Linked DNA regions of Capra hircus: region 2 is linked to region 1. The links are chromatin contacts, called in public Hi-C maps. All regions are on one chromosome and are shown on one strand. Each heading gives the region's core, a stretch centred on a gene start, on an enhancer-like site or on the middle of the called end of the contact. The rest is flanking DNA. Distances are from core to core; before and after follow the strand shown. Region 1 has its middle 76 kb from the start of VPS54. Region 2 has its middle 30 kb from the start of AFTPH.

What was found. A called contact is a pair of places that touch in the nucleus more often than the background predicts.
Region 2: a Hi-C map of blood shows a contact between it and region 1, with 5 times the contacts expected there. The contact joins two enhancer-like sites. A contact is called at or near these places in 3 of 5 Hi-C or Micro-C datasets (blood and liver).

What each region holds. Positions count from the first base shown.
Region 1 is chr11:62,217,907-62,222,031 of ARS1.2, reverse strand. No RefSeq gene overlaps it. Among named protein-coding and RNA genes, the nearest start is that of VPS54, 76 kb to the right of the region's middle. Within about 2 kb of position 2,346, at least 1 of the 5 cell types and tissues checked has an H3K27ac peak or open chromatin away from gene starts, as enhancers often do.
Region 2 is chr11:62,622,606-62,626,730 of ARS1.2, reverse strand. No RefSeq gene overlaps it. Among named protein-coding and RNA genes, the nearest start is that of AFTPH, 30 kb to the left of the region's middle. Within about 2 kb of position 2,435, at least 3 of the 5 cell types and tissues checked have an H3K27ac peak or open chromatin away from gene starts, as enhancers often do.

The sequences.
Region 1 (4,125 bases), core at 1,097-3,596:
AGGATAACCCAATGAGGTTTGTATTAACTCTAATGTTTAGAAGAAACTGAAGACTCACCCAAGGACATGAGTCAGTAGCTGGCAGAGGTAAGTCCTAGTGAGTCTGACTCCAGTACTCAAATCCTTTCCACTGAGTCCCCATTCCTACTTGATGCCAGTCTGAAATCACCAGTTCCAGCCCTCATCAATCCATTCCACACCTCAATCCAGGACGGCAGGCAAAACTGACTGGTCAGTGAGATTGTTTTCCCCCAGACAGTGGATGGTCTGCCTACAGGGTGTGCGGTACTGTGTTTGGGGTACGAAAACACAGATGGGTCATGGGCTAGATGGAGGGGCAAGATAGCTTACAAAGACAACACAAGCACAAATGAAAGTAACAACCCCAGGGTGCACCAAGGAGGAGTGGCCCAAAGATTCCTGGTGAGATAAAAAGTACTGACTGTTAATTGTCAAGCACTGAATGTTAGATTCTGTGCATCTACATTTTTTTTCATTTCAAAAGCTTTTATTTTTTTCCCATTTTACTTTATTTTTTGAATAGTTAATGCTTAAACATGGTACAAATGCAAAAGTTACAAAAGGTGTACAGTGAAAAATAAATATTTCTCTCTTCTCTGTCCCCCAGCTACCGTCTCTGGAGGCAACCAATACTGACAAAATCAATCCCTGCCCTCTCTGCTCCCCACCCCACCCCCATTATAAGCTGAGGTACATAAGCTAAATTGTCTTCATTCAGTAAAGATACCTTCCTAAGGTAGCAGCCTTGTAATGGACACGCTTAATAAATCAGATTTACAAAAATACATATGGTAACTTTATTGTATATCATGACTTCTTGCTAAAAAGCCCCCATTGCTGATGCAGGTGGAAAACACTTGACCTTGCTGATTAAAGAAGCCTCTTTTAGATTTGGGCTTCTCAGGTAGCACTAGTGGTAAGGAACCCACTTGCCAAGGCAGGAGATAAGAGACGTGGGTTTGATCCCTGAGCCGGGAAGATGCCCTGGAGGAGGGCATGGCTACCCACTCCAATATTCTTGCTGGGAGAATCCCAAGGACAGAGGAGTCTGGTGGGCTACAGTCCGTAGGGTCACAGAGTCAGACATGAATGAAGTGACTTAGCATGCACACTTTTAGGCTCAAAACAGTCTCTTTTGGGAAATCACTGCACCTTTCAGGGTTTCTCCCTCATCCCAGGGTTCTCCTCTCCCCATTCCCTTTCCTAAATGGTTGCCCAGGTGGAAGGCATGCTACAGGGGAGATACAAGGGAAGAGACCATGGTGAGGAAATTGTTCTCTCTGGCCTTTGGGCTGTGTTCATTCCAGCTCCTGACAGTCACAGTCTCCACCGTGATCATCAGTGGTAAAGGTCACATACCTTTACCTTCTTGGCCCGAGGCCAGGCCCATTACAGCCCCATTCATCCTTTCAGCCTTCACTGTCCTCCCAGGGGGTCTGCTGTAGACTGCACACAGGCCAGGGGACGGGGAGCACTTCTCAAGGCCTCTCATTACCCAACCCTCACATTTCTTCTTCTCTGTAGTTGGCCCAGTTCCAAAGGAAAAGCCAGCAGCTCTCCTGCCTTAGGGCTCCGGTCACCCCTCACCTGGGGCAACCCTGCGCTCATAACCTCTGACTCTCATAGCTTCCTGCAAGCTGCTTAAACTTTTCTCTTCCAGTCATGGGAAAATGGCTCTGACGTCACATCCTGTGTTTCTTCCTGGCACCGTCTGTGACCTGCTCAGGGGCAGTTCTCCAAGCTCTGCCTCATCTGTGTATGCAAACATATTTTTTTTTTTCTTTCAGCAAAGTCTGGCTTTTACAAATCAGAAGCACTTAATTTCAATCTATTGTCTTGCTATGATATTTTTTCAATCCTATTTTGAAACTCAAAGCTAAATGATGACTTACCCATTCTTGGCTGGGTTCCTTCCTCCCCGTGACTCAAAGCATGTCCTTGACTCACTGGGTGGAGGAGCCATAGAGCCAGGGTTTACTGGGAAAGCAAACACGCTGGGAGAATATCTCACAAATGTTATCTCCATGACATCAGCATAAGGTTCCCAGGGCTGAGGGGAAAGCCAGTGTCAGGGTGGTAAACGTTACTAAGTTTTCAGTTGCGATTAGGGTACATTCATTTCATACAAAAACTTCATGGTCCTCGAAGTGAACATAAACAAAACTGAACTCCTGATTCTACCGGTTTCCACCCAGTTAGGCAGTCGAGCCTGAGTCATTCTGGACTCTTCTCTTTCCTTTGCACTCCGTATATAATTCATCTCCTATTCAGACCACCAAAGGGAATGGGAGACTTTTTCTAATTGTCGCAAAAGCAATGTGTGGGCCAGTAACGGCCTTGCTGCTGAAACCCTCCTCCCAGCCGCCACCAGCATCTGTCACTGGACCTCTGCCATCGTCTCCTCCCTGGTCTCCCCACTTTTGTGTTTGACCTTCTACAATCTATTCTCCACAAAGCCAGACTTATCTTTTTAAAATATGTTAGATCCTTAATTAAATATAAATCATCACTTCCCAGCTTCCCTGCTTTAAATCCTCCAGTAGCTTCCTATCACTCTTTGACCTGACTCTGCCTTCCTCTTCAGCCTCATCTCCTCTCTTCCAGGCCTTCCCTCTTACTCTGCTCCAGGCCACCTTTCTGGCCTCAAATACACCAGGTTCGTTTCAACTCCAGGTCCTTTGCACTTACTGTTTGTTTGCTTGCAGAGCTCTTCCCTAGACAGTAACACTGTTCCCTCCTTCTCAGCCTTCAGATCTCAATTCAGATGTCACCAAGCAGCTGCATCCCACCCCAGGTACCATTGGCCGTATTACCCTATTTTATCTTCTTCAGTAGCCCTCAAACAGTATTTTTTGAATATTTTCAGTATTCCTGAAACAGTATTATTTGTTTGTTTAAATGTTTATTACCTATCTGCCCTCACTTGGAATGCAACCTCCTTGGACAGGGACTTGGTTTGCCTTCTTCAGCACTGTATTTTTGCATTAAACAGTGCTTGACACATAATAAACAGAAACCAACTAAGTTCATCCAGTGGGGAAAAGGAGAAAGACAATATTTTTAAACTCAACAAGCATTCATGGATACCTTTTTATTAGTTTACTGTTCAGAAGAAGTTTACCGCTTCTTCTAGTTTCTGTGTAAGGGAATCATAAGGTTAATGTAGCTTTCTGATGAGAAACTTGGCTGCAAGACAGAACTAGTGTCTATATTTATGCTGCTGAAAAGCAGCTTTTTCAAATAATCAAGTCAGATCAAAGTATAAATTGTTAGTCTCATACAAAATTTGAATGATTGCGTGTGTGTTGCTGTATGCTTAACCTGCTACAGATCACTGCTATTTTAAGGTTCCCTGATTGCTAAAAGTTGTTTACCTGATTCCTTTCTTTTTAAGTGTAGCTGAAGAGGCAGGGCTGATCAGAGGCAAGATGTAAAAAGAGAGGCAACATTAGTGGTTTTTCAGGCACACTATAAAACAATTACCCACAACCTTTAGGTATTTCTTGTACTTTCAGAACTAAAAACTAAGCTTACCTTGATATAGGCTAAAATTTGTTTTGAATAACTCATACCCTGGAAAGTCCTGAACAGTTACACAAACAGTGAAGCAGGGACTTTAAAGCTCAGGCCTGAGTGACATGTTTTAGAACAAAGATGCAAGAAAATTAGGTTTCATCTTGCTCATAATAGATGAGGTTAAACATACTTCTCCATTCCTGGTGTCACAGAGTCTGAAATTTCTATCATTAGAGCTTCATTTTTTATCCTGGAGTTCTCTTTTAAAATGCATATATTCCTGGAAATAGACTAATTCATGAAGATATTGAAATTAATAAGGTCCATTTTCCTTTCAGTGGGAGAAGTTATCAGCAAAAGAGCCATGAACATGGAGGAGAGATGTATGGAGAGAGACTAGTAGCCCCAACTCTGGCTTTTCTGAACCTATACTAGGCCCAGTACAGTACAGTACTTATTCAAGTACTTTGGCTGATAATACTGTGGGGAAAATGATTTTAAGAGTGAGTATTGTGATATGAGTTACTTAATCTAAGAAAATGGATTTTTTAAACTTCAAGTGTTGCTATGCAATATGAATTTTGATGA
Region 2 (4,125 bases), core at 1,186-3,685, 400 kb before region 1:
TCCTTCTGGTATCTCCAGATATGTCCTACAATATGATCTTTGTGGACACATTTTCCTTCTTCCTCACCCCAACTACTGTTTGTCTTTTCCTCTCTTGTTCCATGTCTTGCTAAAAAGTCATGGTCACTTGTTCCACAGCATTTAGACATTCTTAGATCTTTCATGCCAGGACCCTAGTGTGTGAATCTTCCTCTTGCTTCAGCTCCTGCCCCATCCCTCCGCTAAACACAGCCCACTTCCAGAAGAATAGAAAATCCTCAATGAGATTAAAACTTTCATTTAGGCCAGGAAAACAGCTTATCTTCTGAAAACACCAACTTTCCACTTAGCAAAGTGCTCTTGAGGGTAAGAAATATAAGTATTAGCTTAACACTTTCTTGGAATGCAGAGACACAATATTCAGAAACCAAAGCAGAATTAGCTTTGAGTGCGAGTACGAGTGTGTGTGTAAGGCAAGTGTGTTGGTAATGAACATGCCTTTTATACCCTGAGCTCCCTTTCTTACTGCAAGATCCTCTCCTCCGCCTCTTTTAATTGCTGTCCCAAAGTCCAGCCAGGCTACAAATACCTGCTGAAGTCCCTCTGAATGGAACAGCCTTGTACAAAGCTCACCTCCCAAGAGGGCTGAAGGGAGTAGAGCCCTCACTGAAATGTGAAAAAGGATTGTCCTCCTGTTATTGGATGATTTCCCTCAGTGCTTCCTCAGTAGTTTCAGCTGCAGCATTCAGTTAAAGCCTCTTGCAAAAATGACTCCTCCAAATCTGGGGAGAAGGACAGCTTTTCCTTTGTTTAAAGTCTCCTCCACTGCCCACCCTGCCCAGTGGGTACTGGGTGGAAAATGTATTATGGTGATGTTCTAAAACAAAGGAGCGCTGGACCTGTCCCCAAGGCCATGCGAGTGGGGAGTGTCAGGGGATCCTCTGTGGCTATGTGCAGAGCTTAGAAAAGGGGCCGATTGCTTCTCCAGTCTTTGAGAGAAAGCTGCATGTTCATGGTATAATCTCCTCTTGGGGACCGAACCCCTCTGATTTTGTTAACAAATGTATTAGATGACATTTGAAAATTCTTTTTACACATAGCTTTTTATTAGGTGCTATTCTCTTCTCTCCCCCACCCTCATCTCCCCCCCCCTCGGCTCCCCAGCCCTTCTAGAAAATCAGCGTGCATCTGAACACTGGGAGGAGAGGGAGGCAGTGCACCCGCTTCATCCCAGCCTGCCAGAAAGACCCAGGCGCTCATCCGCAAAGACAGCTGCGGCTGAACAGGATGTGTTTCCATCCTCCAATGTTTCCTGTCTTTCTAGTGACTTCCTATCTCTCGTTGATTGACAAATCGTTTTTAAAGATGCTGGAGACTGATGAAAAACAAAACCAAATCCTGCTGTGATCCTTTCACAACTGGGCCCTTTCTGTTCATCTCTGAGTGGCAGGCAGGACTTAGTGTGATTAAAAAGGAGAAGACTGAAGGGACATCGCTCTGAAGAGAGGAAGGCAAGGCCAGGGGCTCTGTCTCAAGGCCTAGAGCTCTGAGTCGCCCTGGCACAGGCATGGGAAAGCCAGACCTGCAGAGAGGAATGGGCAGAGCCCCCAAACCCAGGTAGGTCTGAGGAACCCTGGTAGGGTTACTTTTCCTGGCATTCCTTTTCCTCTCCTGTAATTTGTGAGGTTTGTGGGAGAATTCCCTCACATCCTTGTACCTCACTGTTCTCATTTCACACCCTTGTATCTCACTGTTCTCATTTGTAAATGGAAGGGCTCTGCAACAGGCACTTCTGAGATCCTGTGGTTCTGAGGCTGACATGAGCCAGGATGGGCCACGTCTCATGTAGCTGGGCTGTCTAGTAGGGCCTCCAGAGGTGGCTACACTGCTCTTTCCAGACCAGTGGTTCTCAAATTTGAGGTGCATCAGGATCCCCTGGAGGGTTTGCTGAAGCGGGCTGCTGGCCCCACCCTCAGAGTTGCCTTTCAGTAGGACTGGGGTGGGGCCTGAGAATTTACACTTCTAACAAGTTCCCAGGTGCACCCCTGCCGCTAGTCTGGGGATCGCGTGTTGAGCATCACGTGGAGCAACGCCCAGGGCGTGCGGGAACCGCTGAGAAGAAGGTCACGTGGGTTGAGCAAAGGCCGCCTGGGCAGCCGCGCTCAGGATGCGTACCTCTCCCTCCCACCTGCAGGGGGCAGCCTGGTTCTGCCTCAGCCTAGAGGAAGCACCGGGTTAAGTTATCTCATGATAAAATAAATACTCCAGTTTCCTGAAAAATCCTAGGTAGATGTAAACCTACCTCTCGGGTCTGAGGAACCCTTGTAGACTGAGTGTTCTCAGCCTGGATAGCTGGGCTTTTACTTCTGAAAGAGACCATCTCTGCTAATGCTGGACTCCCGGGTAGGAAGCGTGTTCTTTCGCCTGAAGGCTCCCACTGCTGGCGAAGTGCGGGCTTTGCCTCAGGGCCCCGGAAATGTTCCACGGACGAACAAATTAAGACCCTGAATATTTGTGCAAGAGCCGATGAAAGAGAAGGGCAGAGAGTGATGGAATGAGTCAGTCTACAGGGGCACTGACCATTGTTTCGGAAAGCAAGAGTATCTTCTGGTGCTAGGTGATTCTCCCCTGTGAAACTGCACAGGCCTTCCCAAAAGCTAACGTGTTCAGATGGGCAGAGGGCTGCAGGAGCGAAACCAGCCAGCAGGGGTCGCCTCCACATTTGCTCCTTGGGGGGGTCTTAGCCTTGTGCAAGATATTTCCCAGTCATCTGTTCTTAAAATTATTAAAGCCCGTTATAATGAGAAGCCTAAAACTTTTATTTAAAACAAAGTGAAAATAAATAAGCAATACAAGACAAAAAACACAAAGAAAACCTCCAAGCTGCCTTCTATATGTGCAACAGAAACAGACAGCTTATGCAGTACGAGCTGCTCCAATAGATAACTTCTCTCTCACCCAGGAAGCTGCTCAGCTCATAGACTTGCCCAATATGGAAAAGAAAGGCTTTATGGGGACGTGGGAGGAGCAGCAGAGGTTCTCAGATGAGGAGAAGGTGCTTTGGGAGTCAAGACAGAAGACTAGGGTTCTTGGAAATAATTCTTCTTTCCCCTCCAGGCTTCCCTGGTAGCTCAGACAGTAAAGAATCCGCCTTCCAATCCCTGGATCAGAAAGATCCACCGGCAGAGGGAATGGCTACTCACTCCAGTATTCTTGCCTGGGAAATCTCTTGGACAGAGGATCCTGGCAAACTAGTGTCCATGGGGTTGAAAAGAGAAATGACTGAGCGACTAAGTATACTTCATCCCTCAGGTTAGGAGGTCAAATTTGGGCAGAGATTCAAGGCAGAGCCTGAGGACGATCATAACAGTCTGATTATCTACTCTGGTGTACTCAGTTTTCCACTACCTGTGGATTTCTGTCCAAGCTCAAGATATTTAGGTGTGAAAGTGGTACACACCAGCCCCACTATCAGTAAAGATAGGCCTTCTGGGTGGTCTCTAAGGGTGCTCCTAGGCTTGTACTGCCCCATGCCCACACTCTCAAAGTTCCTTTAGTGGCCATAGTGCTCATGCCATGGGGCACAATCAGCATGTAAGACCAGCTGTGGATGTGAGACAGAGCAACCCAACATGGTGCAGCTGTAGGTCAACCCACAGTTGGCCATTGGAACAACACATGACCCTCCTTAGCAACATTATCTGTCCCCTTCACTGGTAGTGGGACATCATTACAGCGCACTTTTCACTAAGGTGGTTCCTCATGCTTTTCATCTTCCCTTCTCCAAAATTCTTCTCCTCTGTATTGTCAGTCTTTTTTGGTAGTGTCATCATTCACAAAATCACCTAAACAAGAAACTTTCTAGTTAGTTTTTGCTATTTCTCCACTATCCACAGTCTGGCCAAGCCAAGAAATTCGGATTATCCTCTCTTCTCCACAGCCATGAGTTAGGACTCACCTGGATGGCTACTGGCCTCTATTCTCATCCTCAGCACTGATTCTAGATGCTAGATGCTCTAAAAGTCTTATTTGATCGTGGAGTTCCCCCGCTTAAAAACCACGCGTAGCTCCCCATGCGTAGCTCCCCAAGCCTATAGAATATGTGGCTGCATTCATTTTCAGAACCAGGAACCAGACAGGGTATAG